Regions from separate parts of the Mus musculus genome. Here region 2 is linked to region 1. Evidence: chromatin contacts called from public Micro-C data. All regions are on one chromosome and are shown on one strand. The core of a region is the stretch at or near the end of the contact, and the rest is flanking DNA. Distances in the headings are between cores, read along the strand shown. Region 1 holds the start of 2810029C07Rik (RIKEN cDNA 2810029C07 gene). Region 2 holds the start of Akt1 (thymoma viral proto-oncogene 1).

Region 1 (7,732 bases), core at 3,681-6,180:
AAAAAACAGGATTTACTAATGGATCCCTTTGCAAGTCAATTATAGAACATACCACAAAAGGTAAACTTTATCTTTAAAAAGCCTCCTGCTTTTGGGCTGGAGAGGTGGCTAAATGATTAAGGGGTGTTCCAGACACAGGTTTGAGTTCCCAGGTCCCACACCGGGTCTCACAACCACCTGAAATTCCAGTCCCAGAACACTAGACACAACCATCTTCTGGCCCCAGAATTTTAACTGTTTTTTCTGAGCTATAACTTTTATATTCCTATTCATAGGTGAGCAGTAACATGGAAATCAAACACTTAAGAACAAATAGTATACAAGGTGGAAATAACTAATATCACTGCAAATTATGTTTCTTGATTTATATTTACACTGCAGATAAAAGCCAGAGCTTCAGGCTGGCGAGATGGCTCAGTGGGTAAGAGCACTGACTGCTCTTCCAAAGCTCCTGAGTTCAAATCCCAGCAACCACATGATGCTCACAACCACCCATAATGAGATCTGATGCCCTCTTCTGGTGGGTCTGAAGTCAGCTACAGTGCACTTATGTATAATAAATAAATCTTTGGGACTGAGCAACCAGGGCTGACTGGAGCGAGCGAGATTGACCAGAGCAAGCAGAGGTCCTAAAAAATTCAATTTCCAACAACCACATGAAGGCTCACAACCATCTGTACAGCTACAGTGTACTCACATGCATCAAATAAATAAAATCTTAAAAAAAAAAGAAGCCAGAGCTTCTTAAAAGGCTAGGATGAAGTGGTCCACAAATTTAATCTCAACACTTGGGAGGCAGAGGCAAGTGAATTCCTGAGTTGAAGCCAGCTTAGTTCACACATGTGCACACACACAAGTGTATGCATACACACACACACACAAGCATATGCACACACACACACACGTGCGCACATGCACACAGGCACACACACAATGCAAAGTTGCTCTAGTCATAACAGCCAATGACCACCAACTGGCTAAAGAATTTTTTTAAAAATCATGATACATCTGATGGAATACTAATTAGCAATAAAAAGAAATGAACTATTAATACACTTTAAAACACAATCTCGCCAGGCGGTGGTGGCGCACACCTTTAATCCCAGCACTTGAGAGGCAGAGGCAGGCGGATTTCTGAGTTCGAGGCCGGCCTGGTCTACAGAGTGAGTTCCAGGACAGCCAGGGCTACACAGAGAAACCCTGTCTCAAAAAACCAAAAAAAAAAAAAAAAAAAAAACCACAATCTCAAAAGTATTATGCACCTGGTAGCAGTGAAGCATGTCTTTAATCCTAGCAGTAGAGAGGCAAAGGCAGGCATATCTCTGAGGCTGAGGCCAGCCTCTTCTACAGAGTGAGTTTCAGAGTGGCCAGGGCTACATATTGAATCCCCGTCTCAAAAAAACAAAAACAAAAGACCTAAATAAATAAGATAATAAATTTAAAGTGGCTGGTCAGTGATGGCAAGCCCCTCTCTCTCTCTCTCTCTCTCTCTCTCTCTCTCTCTCTCTCTCTCTCTCTCTCTCTCTCTTTAAGGTTTATTTACTTTATTTATTTGAGTACACTGTAGTTGTCTTCAGACACACCAGAAGAGGGCATTGATCCCATTACATGGTTGTGAGCCACCATGTGGTTGCTGGGAGTTGAACTCAGGACCTCTGAAAGGGCAGTCGATGCTCTTAGTAGCTGAGACATTTCTCCAACCCAATGGCAAACACCTTTTAATCCCAGCACTTAGAAGGCAGAGGCAGGCAGACCTCTAAATTTGAGGCCAACCAGGTCTACAGAGTGAGTTCCAGGACAGCCAGATATACACAGAGAAATCCTATCTTCAAAACAAAAAGCGCGGGACGTGGTGGCGCATACCTTTAATCCCAGCACTCGGGAGGCAGAGGCAGGTGGATTTCTGAGTTCGAGGCCAGCCTGGTCTACAAAGTGAGTTCCAGGACAGCCAAGGCTATATAGAGAAATCCTGTCTCAAAAAACCAAACCCAAAAAAACCAAAAAAACAAAACAAAAACAAAAAGCATATGCCGGGCGGTGGTGACACACGCCTTTAATCCCAGCACTTGGGAGGCAGAGGCAGATGGATTTCTGAGTTCGAGGCCAGCCTGGTCTACAAAGTGAGTTCCAGGACAGCCAGGACTATATAGAGAAACCCTGCCTGGAAAAACCAAAAAAAGAAAGAAGAAAGGAAAGGAAGGAAGGAAGAGAAAAGAAGAGAAAAGGAAAAAGAAAAAGAATAAGGCATCCTTCACATCCTAAAGTTTTCTCTCTATCACTGAGGCACATTTCTAGCCCTTAGGTTGTTTTTAAAAACAAAGGTAGCAATTCTACCACATACAAAATCACAAAACAACTTAACAAATTGACAAAGAACATGGGAAGAATGAGCCACTTCAGTCTAAAATAATCACAAATAACTACCTAAAACCATGCATTCCAGACTAAAAATAGACTACTTCTCCTTGAGTCCTCCCACCCCCATGAAATATACTGTTAAAGCCAGGCAGGGTGGAGCATGCCTTTAAACCCCAGCACTTCAGAGGCAGAGGCAGGCAGGTCACTAGTCTACATAGAGAATTCCAGGATAGCCAGAGCTACACAGTGACATGGCAGATTAGATAGATAGATAGATAGATAGATAGATAGATAGATAGATAGATAGATAGATAGACAGACAGACAGACAGACAGACATGGCAGATTAGATAGACAGACAGATGATAGTATAGAAATTTAAAGAAGACTAAAATGGTGTCTTTCATTATCATAAACCTGTTTCTTCAATTTAGAAAGCATAAGTTCTAGTTCTACCTAAAGTTTTGATTTCAATGATCAAAGCCAATCAACTGATTTACTTGCTTCATTTTTTAGGGTAGCCAAAGAATATGATGATCAATCAGGTCAAAGATAAGTTTCTTCAAAAGAACATAAAGAGGAAAGGTCTCAGGTGGATGTGTCTGTATCCTCTGCTGTGGGGAAACTGAGGCAGAGGCTCCCTTAGACAGCCCAAGCAACACAGCAAGAACTGTGGAACAAAGAAGTGAGGAAGAGAAAAAAAAGAGAAAGAAGGGGAGAAGGGTGAGGAAGGAAGAGGAGGGAAAAGGTCTAGTCTAAGCTCTCCCAGTTAGGAAATCTTCTATCTATCTCAGGGGGAAGAACATATACAACTGTATAGTAACACACCACAGAGATGACTTAGACCAAATAGATTAAATTACCTAATAGCTATCAAGCACAAGTGTCATTTTGAAGATTAAAATGAAGGCATTTGATACCACTAGGTCACCATGTCTAAGGATGGTTTTCAAAGCATGAAAACACCCGAAGCATGAAAGCTTTTCCAAAGAGACTGCATTTTCTTGCCAGCAGTTACCTCATAGCTCCGCATAATGAAAGGCCAGTGAAGTTTCTTTACAAGTTATTTACTAAATGCTTTACAGAGGACAAAGCTAGGCTGGAACACTTTGGAATCCGATGCGGAAGAAGAGTTCAAAAAACACTTGGGCAGGTCAAACATTTCTTCAGTAGAACTTCTACTACACGTTTGTCACTCCCTAGCAATGCTGCTCCAGGCTGTGGTTTGGTTTGGTTCTGCAGGTCCTTTCCAACAAAATCCTTTTACATAGATTTGCTGGGTGTGCACACTGGACCGGGCCTGAGAGCTACTCCAAGCCAACCTTTTGCAGCGGAAGGAAAAGGCAACCCAGTGGGTGTCCCTCGGCCGGGCAGCAGAACAGAGCAGAGCTTCACATCTGCTTCTCAAAACACTCAGCCCGCTGCTTCCGAACAGATTTAGCTTTGCCAAGGACGGGAAGCTACTCCTTGATAAAGGCAGCGGCTCTGGAGCAGAGAACTACTCTTGTGAGTGCGGGAACTACGGGGGCCCACAAGGATCTCTCCACGGGGCACTTAGTTTTGGCAGTTGTCATTAAACTTAGTCCCCTTTTAAAGGGCGCTCCGCTCGACCCGATTGGATCCTATTAATCTGCACCTAGGTCTGACTGGCAGGCTCAGACCCTGCCCGACGTTAAGAGGAGAGTTGTGTTCAACCGCGCACTGGCCGCAGCAGCGCACGGACGGGTAATGCTCAGCCGACCGTAAGGACAGCGCGCAGGCCGCACGCGCGCCGCAGGACAGGGCTGCGCCTTGACCCCTGCCTGGAGCATCTGGGCTGGATCCCCCTGCTACCACCCTGAGGGTCTGCCACCCTGCAGCGCAGTCCACTCACGTTTTCAGTGTCTCGTTCATTCACCGTTGGCAAAGGGGTCCTAGTGGACATCTTATTGCGCTTTGATTCCGCACAACGCCAAGGCGAAAACAAAACCGCCCAGCTTTGGGCGGCCGGCGAGCAGCGGCCGCGAGCCTCCGGGCCCTGCCCTCCCTGGCCGGAGTCTAGATCTCCGGCCTGGCCCGGGCCGTGCGCCCGCGGGCCCCGGGGCTCATTCTCCCCCAGCGCCGGCGGCCGCACTGGAAGCGGGCCGGCTGGCCGCCGCCGCAAGCCTCAGGGCACCTCACGGGCCTCGCGGGCCCCGCGCCTCCTCGCCGCTCGCAGCCGCAGCGCCGCGGAGCTCAGCCCCGGGGGCTCGACACGGCGCGGCCGGCAGCCCCTGAAGAGGCAGCAGCGCAGGAGGATGGAGCGGAGATGGAGCGCAAGACAGGCCGCCGCGGCCTGCAGGCGCCGACCATGGAGGGAGCCGCGGAGGAGGCGCCCACGCCCGGCTGCTTTCCCTTCTCCGGCTCGCTTTCCGCCCGGCCTCGCCCTGCCGGCTGCCACCGCCGCTCCCGGCACCTCAGGAGCCTTACAGACTCAAGATGGCCGCGCCTCGGCTTCCTCCGCTGCCTCCGGCTGCCGGAAGTGACGCTACGGCCGCCTGGAGTTCCGCCAATCAGCGCGGTCGGAGCTAGCTGCCGGCTGCTGTTGCTAGGGGCGACTCGTCCTGTTGGGTCTGAGGGGGTGGTGCCGTCGGAAAGGTCTTGCTTGGTCTCCTCTCTAGCGGGCGGAGAGTTCCAATGGTCCAGATTGCCTGGGCATCCCTGACCCCTCCGGACCACTTCCCTAGAGGGCATCCTGTGCCCGACTGCTGGGCTGGCATTTGCAGAGTACAGATCTAGGCTGTCTGGATTATACTACACATGAAGAGCCTACTGTTTGCAAAAATTGACTTTTCTTTCCCGCGGCCACGCTGCAAAGGATGGAGCTCCAGCAGCGAAGCAGCAGTCACTGGTCTAGCTGAAGAGGAAGGAGCCAGGCTCCTGCTTCGTAACCGAGGCATCTAGCATCCAGCCAAAGAACTTTTTTGCCTCTGACTAAGGAGCCACTGGTTATCGGAGCCGGCTCAATTGAATACCCATTCGGATGAAAGAGTGAAGTATAAAATAACAAGGTAGCACAAAAAGCTGGGAAGAGGGACTCGATGAGATCACGTAGACGCCCCCAGGATCAGATCCTAAATGCCGGTAGGGGCTTATATAATCAATATTTCTCTGTCTCTTCCTCTCCCTTTCGTTCTCTCACTCCCTCTATCCCTCACTTTTCCCCTCTGTCCCTTTCTCCTTCCTCCTCTCTCGCCTCTCCCTCTCTTACTTCAGTCTTCTGAAGAGCGATATTGCTACAGGCTTGGACCAGGGAGTGACCTGCAGGTGGAACTCTGAATATGCTGCCTCTTCTAGAAGGCCTGCTCAGCGTGTCACCTCTTTATGTCTTCTAAGGAGAGAATCCATTGGTAGAGGAGGGAGGGCTATGTGAGCCGGGGTAAGACAAACTGTTACTAATAGTCCACCTTGTGCCGGTTATTCATTAAGCCTCAGTGTAGCCGCATAAGATGCTCAGGCACAGCACGTGACCTAAAGTCTGGGTAAGTTGGTTACTTTACCCAGGCCATCGGTGGTGTTGGTTATAGAAGGATCTGAACCCCATTCCTACAGCTTTAGAAATGGCTAAACTTGTGAGTGACTAAACTTTGCTTTCTTTCCTTCTTATGTTTTGTTTGCTTGCTTTGGTTCTGCCCCCCCAACACCCCGATATCCTGGTGTATCCTGCTTTGTGAAACAACAGATCTTCAAACACCAGCATCACATCCAGAGAGGCCAGAGGGTCCCAAGACAAAACAAGCCGGGGCCAAGACGCACTCAGAGCTCCTATCTCACCCTCTTAGGGGTGTGCTCGGGGCACCAGATGGGTTATTAAATGTTATTCTCTTTCTCCCTTTTTGGTTAAGCAGAGGACTGCAGAGGAAAGCCTCTGAATCAAATGTTTGCTCCACACAGTTCAACTGAAATGTAGGTTGTGATGAGTGGACACGTGCTCCACAGCTAAGAGACCAACCGAGGGCATCCTATCCCACTCGTGGGTCTAAGGGGAGACTTACAGAAGGCATACTTACTCTGAAGATGGAATGATAGCTGAAGAGACAGAGTGATGCCTAGGGCCTGTCAGACACCCAGTTTAGCCTAATACAGAAAAGCACGGAGGTGAGAAACAACAGGGTGAATCCAAGGAAATTCAACAGGAGCATGTGAGAGGCAGGAGCCAGGGAGAGTTAGACATGGCCCGAAACAAGTTCTCCCCTCCACCCTGAGGAATTCTGGTGCTTCAGCACTGGCTCCTGAAGAATTGGGGAAACTTCCCAGAAGGTTGTCAGCCTCTCTCCGGCAGGAGCTTTACAGAGGTCTGTGGACACTTCAGAGCACCCACACGGGCCAGAGAAGTAACTGGTCACGAGGCTTCCCCCAGGGGGACTTCCTCACTCAAGCGACACATTAAACTCTGAGTCAATGAATGCCAGAGGTTAGGGGTAAAGATGACAGCACTTCACCTCAAGCTACCTCCTAGTTTTCATAAAGTTTGGAATTGAAGCTGACGAGATGTAGACTCACCGTAAAGAGCTGGAAGCAGCAAGCATATCTGTGGCCCATGAAAAGGGAGAGGGGGACCAGGAGGGCATGGGCTGGAGAAGGACGAGGTTGTGTCCAGAGGAATGGAGCAATTAAACTTTAAACTATTCTTTTCATAATTCTTGTTTCTGGCTTGATTTCCCGCCCCCTTATTATTATTTTTTTAGACAGTCTTGCAGCGTAGCTCAGGCTCAAGCCAATTCTCTCCCCCACCGGCCCTTTATTATTTATTTTTAGACAGTCTTGCTGCGCAGCTCAGGCTGGCCTTCAGTTCCTACCCTGCCTCAGCCTTCCTGAGGCCGAAAGTGCAAGTGTACACCCCGCATGCCCAGTCTGTTTCCTGTCCTCCTACTGAAGCAGTTCCTACCTTGAGCATCGTAACAACAAACCCACTGCAAGTCAGAAATGCACCCAGGGCTGGGGAGATGGCTCAGCGGTTAAAGGTCTCGGTGCTCAAGCAAAAGATTGGATCTCCCAAATCCACGTAAACTCCAGGTGGGCACAGCAGCTCGCTTGTGTCCCAGCGGTTGAAAGACAGGGTCTCTCCTTGCTCTGGAGCTCCCCACAGATTGGCTGGCTGTGCAGCCGGCCCCAGAGATCTTGCGCTCTCTGCTTCTTCAGCCCTAGGGTTACAAGCATGTACCACCACACCTGTCTTCTTTATCTGGGCTCCGAGCATAAGGCTCAGGTCCCTGTAGTTGCATGGCGAGCACTTCACATTCTGAATCTCCCTCTAGCACATGAAAGGCAGAGGCAGGAAGATCCATGAGTTCGAGGCCAATCTAGTGTAGAGAGTTCCAGTCCTGCCAAGATGACATAGAAAAAAAGACAGGGTG
Region 2 (7,732 bases), core at 1,323-3,822, 1.1 Mb before region 1:
ACTGCCCTACCCCCTTAATAATAAATACCTCTGCTACTGGGGACTAGCAACACGGGAATCAGAGCATATTCTAGGGACCTGTGAAAATTAACTTCAGGGCATACCGTAAGGCGATGTGCCTGTGGTCCTGGGATGTTCTTTCCAAAGTCCCTGACACGGTCTCTCCTCTTTATTCCTGCCTTTGCTTGAAGGTCACGTCTTTAGTGAGTTCCTCCCTGATCCCTCTTGACCTGCAACCCATCCTGCATGGACCTGTGCAGAGTCCAAGGTTGTCCATCAAGGTGCGTCCCTGTTCCTTTAGCAGGCCACGCTTGTGTGCCTAAGCCTGCCACAGAACGGTTCTTGAGAAAATGATGGCTGGATGTTGAACGCTGACACCAACCAGCCCCCCTTTTCCCTCTTCCTCCATGTTGGGCAATGCCTCACAGCCTCGCCTCTCACTTACCCTACATAGGTCTTAGGGCAGAGAACCTGTGAGGTACAAAGACAGTGAAACTGCTGCCTGCAGGACCAGCCACACCTGCAGGGTCACTGGACATTCCTCAGACTGGTCCACCATCTGTGCTGAGAACCCTGACACCTGCCACTCCGAGATGCCTCTCTACTGGCATATAGATGACAGAGGCTATCACAGAGCCACAGTCCGGCTGCTACAGGCAGAACCTCTCTAGATTTCGGGTGCCATCTAACTTGGGAGCTGTCTCAAGAGCATATCTCACTATGTAGCTGATGCCCAGACCTCTTAGCTCAGGATAGTGCCTGCATCCTACCAAGCTGCCAGGGATGAGAGGGAGGAAGACCTCTGTGAGAGAGGGGGGAAGACCTCTGTGAGGGGGGAAGAGGGTCAGGAACCACAGGTTGGTTTGTTTGTTTTTGGTTTTTGGTTTTTTTTTTTTTGAAGATTTATTTATTATTATACATAAGTACTGTAGCTGTCTTCAGACGCACCAGAAGGGGGCGTCAGATCTCATTACGGGTGGTTGTGAGCCACCACGTGGTTGCTGGGATTTGAACTCAGGACCTTCGGAAGAGCAGTCATCTTACCCGCTGAGCCATCTCGCCAGCCCCCGGGACCAGTTTTTGTTGGAGAGCATGGCTGCAGAGCAGGCCAGTGGCAAGTCTCAGTAAGGCGGACCTTACTCACCTTGTGGCTCTGTCTAGGAGGCCCAAAGAGGTGTTGCCAAAGTGTGGACCCAGAAGGAGTCGCCTATCCCCCAACCCACTCCGGACTCGGGGGAAGATAGAGACACAAAGAAGGGAGGCGGGACTGGTTACTGCATAGAAACAGGGCTCACCACAGGTAGGAGCTGTCTCCAACAGTGGCTTCCAGGAAGAGCATCCGAGTGAGAAGGGTCACTAGAGAACAGCCAGAAATTGCTGTGTTCCACAAGAGGGCGCCCTGCTGGCTCTAACTGTGTAGCAACGGGATGGGGGAAGTAGGAGAGGAGGAGTTGGGGGCCTGGGGTGAAGGTTTGCTGGGCGAGTGATGGATATTTGTGTGACTCTCAGCCTCTGAAGGCCACTCTCAGGGTCAGGGATACTGCTGGAGCAGAACAGAACTGCTGCTGAGCCTCTGACTTAGCGCCCTGGAGGCTCTCTGAGCTGGGGCAGCTGTGCAGCAGATAGGGCACAGAACAGAGCCCCCCATCCCCATCCCCGTCTGAAGGGTATGGGGCGTGGCTGAGAGGAGAGTGAGTTCTTCTCCGGGAGTGGGGTGTGCTTCCCAGGTCAGCCCCAGGAGCCCGAGAAGGAGCTCCGATTTCCATCCTGGGCGATAGCGTGGACTACTAAATCTACCCTCTTGTTTACACTCCTGGTGAACTCTGACCCTTGTATGAAAAACAAAAAATGCCCCCTGGTTAAAAATACCAAACACATGAAGGTAAATTCACAAAAGGGTTACTATCAAGTCGGGCTTCTGGGACGAGGGAGGGGCCCTGCGCAGGAACTGCTGAGGCTGGCCGAAGGGGGAAGGACTGAGGATGGATAAGAGGCAGGAACCACCTTGACTCTTCAATTCCGGGACACCATAAGGAACCGCCCCCCAAGCCTCACCCATCTGAGTCCACAGCAAGGTCTTGGCTGACTGAGTCCTACCCCTGAATCTGCCCCCTCTGGGTGTCCAGGTGTGCTCCCGTCCTCCCTGTCACCTGGGGAGTCCTTATCAGTTGCTGTGGCAGGCAGTACTGGGTTGGATGAGCCCTCAATAGCCTTCTTTCTTGTGTTGGCTGGCCTTTAGGACACCGGTGACCGGTCTCTCCCGGCTCCCAAGATGGGGACAGTTGGGCCTCTTGAGAGTCAAACTGATTCACTTCCCACGCTGGCCTCCCTCCTTGGGGTCTGGAGAGCTAGGCAGGGAAGGGCCAGGTCCCACAAACCGGGAAACCCAGACCAGAGCTGGAGCTCTGGATCTGCGGCGGGGCTCCGTTACCCGCGTGGCCCTGGCTCGGGGCCACCCGAGGGCGGCGCCTGCGGGGCCGCGCTCGCGCTCACGGGGTGCCTCGCCCTGGCCGCGGGCCGCGCCGGGGGCGCCCGGGGCGGCGGAGGCGGATGTGGGCGGGCGGCGCGGGCGCGGGGCGGGGAGAAGGCGGGCCGGCGGCGGCGGCGGCAGCACCGAGTCGGCGGGCGGCCGGCCCAGCGCGGCAGCGCACGCGAGTCCGGGACCAGCGGAGCGGACCGAGCAGCGTCCTGTGGCCGGCACCGCGGCGGCCCAGATCCGGCCAGCAGCGCGCGCCCGGACGCCGCTGCCTTCAGCCGGCCCCGCCCAGCGCCCGCCCGCGGGATGCGGAGCGGCGGGCGCCCGAGGCCGCGGCCCGGCTAGGCCCAGTCGCCCGCACGCGGCGGCCCGGTGAGTGCCCGCGCCGCGCCCTGTTCCGGGCCGCGGCCACCCCGCTTTGTTCCCGGCCGCGCCGCGCCTCGGAGTAGGAGCAGGAAGTGGCCGAGCGGAGGCCTGGGCGGGGAGCGCGCGGGGCCGGGCTGGTCGCGCAGGAGGCCCACGCCGGCGAGGGTGCGGGCGGCCGCTGCGTGACCTTGGGTGGCCGCTCCACGGGGCCAGGTCGCGGGAGAGGGGCGCTGTTGGTGTGCGCAGTGGGGGCCGGTGCGCCCTGGGGCCTGGGGCTGCCCGGGCACTCGGCCAGCGAGGGTAGGAGAAAGGCTCGCCCCGCGGCCTGCGTGCGGTGGGAGGGCCCTGGGAAGGAGAACTCATTTCCCACGGACAGAAAGTTGTGCGCGGTGGCACAGTGCCCAGGCTAGCCCACAAAGGACTGCTAACCCTCCTGGGCCCGGAAGCTGCTTCCTGGACTAGGTGGTTTCTGGAGGTGCCGGGGGGGGGGGGGGCCTTGAGGACGGCGTGGACTCGGTCTCCCGGATCCGGGATACTGGCTGAGCTGATGGAATTGTCTAAAGAGGACTGGTTTCTAAGTTGGGCGGTGGTGGAACCTTGGGCCTCTGCTGTGTGGCCAAACTCCTCCTTCCCCCAGGCCCCTGGTCTTGCTCCAGGTGGCTAGCCTTGACTGCCTAGAGCCATCACTAAAGTGAAGGGCGAGTCGCCTTGGTGGGGCCCCAGCTGGGCGTGTGGCTCACGGGCCAGTGTCCCAGAGGGGCTGAACTCTTAAGACTTAACAATAGCAACCATATGCCCTTACGGCATGGCATGGTGGGAAGAGTGTCCCATGCTTAAGTCGGCTTGATGTGGACATTGGCGTTAACATGGCTGTGTTTCTTCACTCCGTGTGTATGAATTTATTTTTACACGGCTCTGGACAGCTGACTGTCATCAGCAGACCTTGGGGCTGGGTGGGGGTAGGGGACATCCACCGAGAGAGATCTTGCAGTACAGCCCTCTGCCTCCAGGCCACACCCACTCTGACAGTCACTGAGCTGGGATTTCTTCTTGGCTTATCTTTTTCGTTCTGGCTTTTAGTCGCCACCTGCTTGCTGAGGGAAGGGCTCTTTCCTTCTTGGGCCAGGTGTGGTCTTTCCTACTTTGGCATTTGGCATTTGACACATAGCAGCCGGCCTCCCTTTTGTTCCACATTTAGCTTCATACAAGGCAAAGTGACAGAGACTCTGGGTGCCAGCTTGTGTCTTCTGGGCTAGAGAGATGACATAGGGGGTTGCCAGTCAGCTGTAGTAGACCCTAGTTGGGATCTATTCCACGGCGGCCTTCCAGTCTTTTCCTGGGGATTGTCCACATGAACTCCAGGTGGAGGGACAACACAGGCTTGCTGGTCAAGGGCTGTTCAGGTGCACTTTCCCAGAATGTCCAGACTTGGGGATATTTGAAGGATACCTAGGTGTCCCTCTGGAAGAGAAGCAATTGGGGGGCGGGGGGATCTTTGCGAGGTGAGCTGGCACCCTTTGCTTTGCACAGGCTAGCTAGTTGGCCGCTGCAGGACCCTTGTGTGTTACCTGCCCTGTTTGTGGGCTCCCGGATACTGTAATTGTGGGTCGTAACCACTGCTTTGGGTGTTCCCAGCAGGCTGTCTCAGAGTCTCTCTGTCTCAGGCGTAGGGTGAAGGCTCGACAGAACCATATGTGCCTAGTGTGTACTCACCAAGTGAAGGGGACAGCTTCACAGGCAGGGTGCTGTGTTCCCAAGGGGTCTGGGGTTCTGCCTGAGGAGTTTTTAGTGTTGTCCTGAAGGACTTTGGGCTCAGCTTCATACCGTGCCTGTTCTACTTGTGCTCTCCAGTGTTGGCCTTCCCGCGTTCCTAACGTGAGCCGTAGGGACCCTGCGACCTGCAGTAGGCCTCCCAGACTGTAGGGGGTGGTGAGACAGTGGTAAGCACCCCTCACTAGTGCGAGGCAGAGCAGAAGCAGTCAGGGCTGCCTGGAGGAGGTGGCCTAATCTGCTGGGGTAGCAAATTGAACAAGCTGCCTAACAGGAAAAGCCTTCTGGAAATGAATGTTTCTAGCAGAGACCAGGATGATGGGGGTTGGCCACAGCCTTGCACCCCGGACTACCAGGCCTAGATCTGGGTGTGTAGCATCTACTACTGGAGGGAGGTCTTCTATAGCAACCTTTGGAGACACGTCAGGCAGGCTGGCAGGGAGTAAGGGTGAGGAGGGAACCTGGGAACCAGAGATGGGTAGATCACATGAGGGGACATGGGTAATTGTGGGCCCTCTGGGGCTCACGGAAGCTAGTCCCAAGTGGGACCTTGTCTCACGTGCTTTCTCGGCTTCTTCTAGACGCTGCGGCCAGGCCGGCTGGGCTCAGCCTACCGAGAAGAGACTCTGAGCATCATCCCTGGGTTACCCCTGTCTCTGGGGGCCACGGATACCATGAACGACGTAGCCATTGTGAAGGAGGGCTGGCTGCACAAACGAGGTAAGTCCGCACTCCACAGGAGAAGCAGGCCGGCCTGGGTCTGCCTAGCTCTTCAATGTGGAACCGGGGCGGGGGTGGTGGTGGTGGTGGTGGGGTCTTTACTGACCCAGCAGGCCCTATCAGAAAGTGCTTGCTGTGTCTAGGCCTAGCAGACAGAAGGGGCACCTCCCCATCATGGGGCTCTAGGCCTGCTTCAGGAGTATGCAGGCCCAGCTTTTCCCATAGTATGGAGGTCACGGCCTCCTCCTGGGGCCTCTTGGCCAGAGGCTGAGGCCCTGTGCGGGGCCTGCCATGAGTGGCTTGGGGGTGGGGCCAGCTGCAGCAGCCTCACGCCTGGCTTTCCTGGAAGGCAGCAAGGACGTGGCTGCTGTTCCAGGGCTGGCAGACGAGTAGCCTGGGCACTGCCCAAGGGCTCCTGAGGGCAGGCAGGGCAGGGCAGGGCAGGGTTGCTCGGCTGGGCCCTTTGCCCACCTCAGGCCCGGATTCCTGAAGTCAGGGGGCTCAGAACTGAAAAGCTGACTGAGATGGACTCTTCCCAGGCCTGGGGCCCCTCACCTCCAGCCAACCCGCCATTCTTCCTCCAGCCTGCCAGGAGTAAGTTTCAAAGCCAGTTCCCCCAGGATAGTCACTTGCTCTTGCCCCAGGGCAGGCATCTCACCCCCTTCTGACTTCCTCTTCCTGTAGACCTGTTCCCTCCGGAAGCCCTAGGGTGATCCTTGCCAGTCCCAGCCTCTCCTCCCACTCTCCTTCCTGGCTCTCTAGAGAGGGGATTGTACTTTTGGGTGTCAGGAGAAGGACTCAGATAGAGAAGATGGGAGGTGGGGACCGAAGTTGGTGTTAGGACATGGGGCTTTATTAGAGTATCTACAGCTCTGGCAGAACTGGGGGGTGGGAGGGTGGTGCACAGGAGCTACGGGAAGTTGGGGAGGATGGTTGGGACCCAGGAGGGCTCACGCAGGGGTGGAAGATGTGGTCAGATGTGTTGAGAGGTCCCAATCTGGCGGCTGCAGGGCAGATTCTGTGCTGGGCTTTGCCAGGAGGCTGTGACCTTTGGCTCCTGCCCCCACCTGACTTCCCATTTGTTCTCCAGGGCATCCTTCCCTGGCCCACTAGGAGTCCTGCCTCCTAAGCTCACATTCCTGGGTCATGCCCTGCTGTCTGCCTCTTTGGCTCCTCCTTCTCCCCAACCCTAGGCCATACACAGTCTACACAGTCTATTTCATGGGCACGTGTGTATTGTATGGCTGTCAGAGTTAGGGCCAACCTCGAGATTGCTGGGCCTCTCTCCCCAGGTAGGAACCCTTCTGAGGCCTAGGGAGTGTCATATTGCTCCTTATGACTGAGCTTTCTCAAGGGGCCAGGTGGCACAGGACATTAGGTCCTATGGACACGCTGAGGCTGTGCTTGAACCTGATTTGGCAGTGCTGTCATTGTCCCTCTTCAGGAGAAGAAGGTCATTGAGTTCTTTAGGCCTTGATTTTCCCCGTGCATGCCCTGGAAATGGTGGTGGGTTAAAGACGTGAGAGCATGCGTTAGCTGTGGGATGGCAAGGGGGCACAACGCCTGCCTGTCTGCCCCGTGGAACTGACAGGACTGCCTCTCTTTGGGGTGGGGGGTCTTCCCAGCCTCAGGCCAGAGAGATGTGCTGTCCTCATGGTCCTTCATCCTCCCCCAGCCCCAGCCCCAGCCTAGGTAGTAGGGGCTCTGCTGCGCGCAATGGCATCTATGCCACATTCCTGGACTGGGTCCTCCTATTCTGCCTTGCTCTGGCCCAGCCAAGACCCAGGCTTGGCCTGCTGCTGCTTGCCTAGGTCTTGGTGGTCCTCGTTTCTCCCTTGAACACAACGAGCCCTGTGTGCATCACTAGTTTGGGGTTCCAGCCCTCTCCCTGTCTTGGATTGCCATGTTAGACTTCTAACCTGAGGCCATTATGACTTGGCTGGGGTAGGCAGGGAGGGAAGGTTATTGCAGTTGACCCTTAGTGACCCATGATCCTTCAGACACCTGGGTATCCCTTATGTCCCTCCCTCTGTTGCTTTTGTAGGTTATAGCCCCGCAGACTGGGAACAGAACCCATCTTTGCTAGGTCTCCCATGTCCAGCCAGGGGCTTGGAGCACATTGGTTCTCGGCTCCTCCCCAAGCTCCCGTGGGCCGACCGTGCCTTCAGGGCTATTTGGGCAAAGAAGAGAGGATGTTCCTCACTCCATGGCTACAGAGACCCCAGGTCCAGGTTTCTCCTCCTCCCTGGGAGTTAGGTGCCTACTTCTCAGGAAGTGTTCCCCAAGCCACTTCCTAGGAGCTCTGTTTGTGCTCTGGGCCAGAGGGTGCCCAGTACAGGAGCAGACATTCTAGTTGTGCATTGATCTGTGGCTGGGCGTTAGCTTCCCTATGCATCCAAC

Evidence for each region. Hi-C and Micro-C count contacts between places; a contact is called where the count stands out from the background.
Region 2: a Micro-C map of embryonic stem cells shows a contact between it and region 1, with 5 times the contacts expected there. The contact joins the promoter of Akt1 here to the promoter of 2810029C07Rik in region 1. A contact is called at or near these places in 2 of 39 promoter capture datasets (liver and pre-B cells), 1 of 484 Hi-C or Micro-C datasets (embryonic stem cells) and 3 of 115 datasets of contacts at active chromatin or transcription factors (extraembryonic endoderm stem cells, pancreatic cancer cells and trophoblast stem cells).

Annotation. Positions count from the first base shown.
Region 1 is chr12:111,571,600-111,579,331 of GRCm38.p6, reverse strand. 2810029C07Rik (RIKEN cDNA 2810029C07 gene) reads left to right here and starts at 4,930. Exons shown (of 2, transcript NR_045295.1): 1 at 4,930-5,459; 2 at 5,592-7,015. It overlaps Mark3 (MAP/microtubule affinity regulating kinase 3), which reads right to left and starts at 4,811. Exons shown (of 18, transcript NM_001370744.1): 1 at 4,231-4,811. The coding sequence starts at 4,281.
Region 2 is chr12:112,669,116-112,676,847 of GRCm38.p6, reverse strand. It overlaps Akt1 (thymoma viral proto-oncogene 1), which reads left to right and starts at 2,572. Exons shown (of 14, transcript NM_009652.3): 1 at 2,572-2,848; 2 at 5,194-5,332. The coding sequence starts at 5,287. It overlaps Gm30150 (a long non-coding RNA gene), which reads right to left and starts at 2,372. Exons shown (of 3, transcript XR_381988.3): 1 at 2,151-2,372; 2 at 1,296-1,829; 3 at 878-1,157.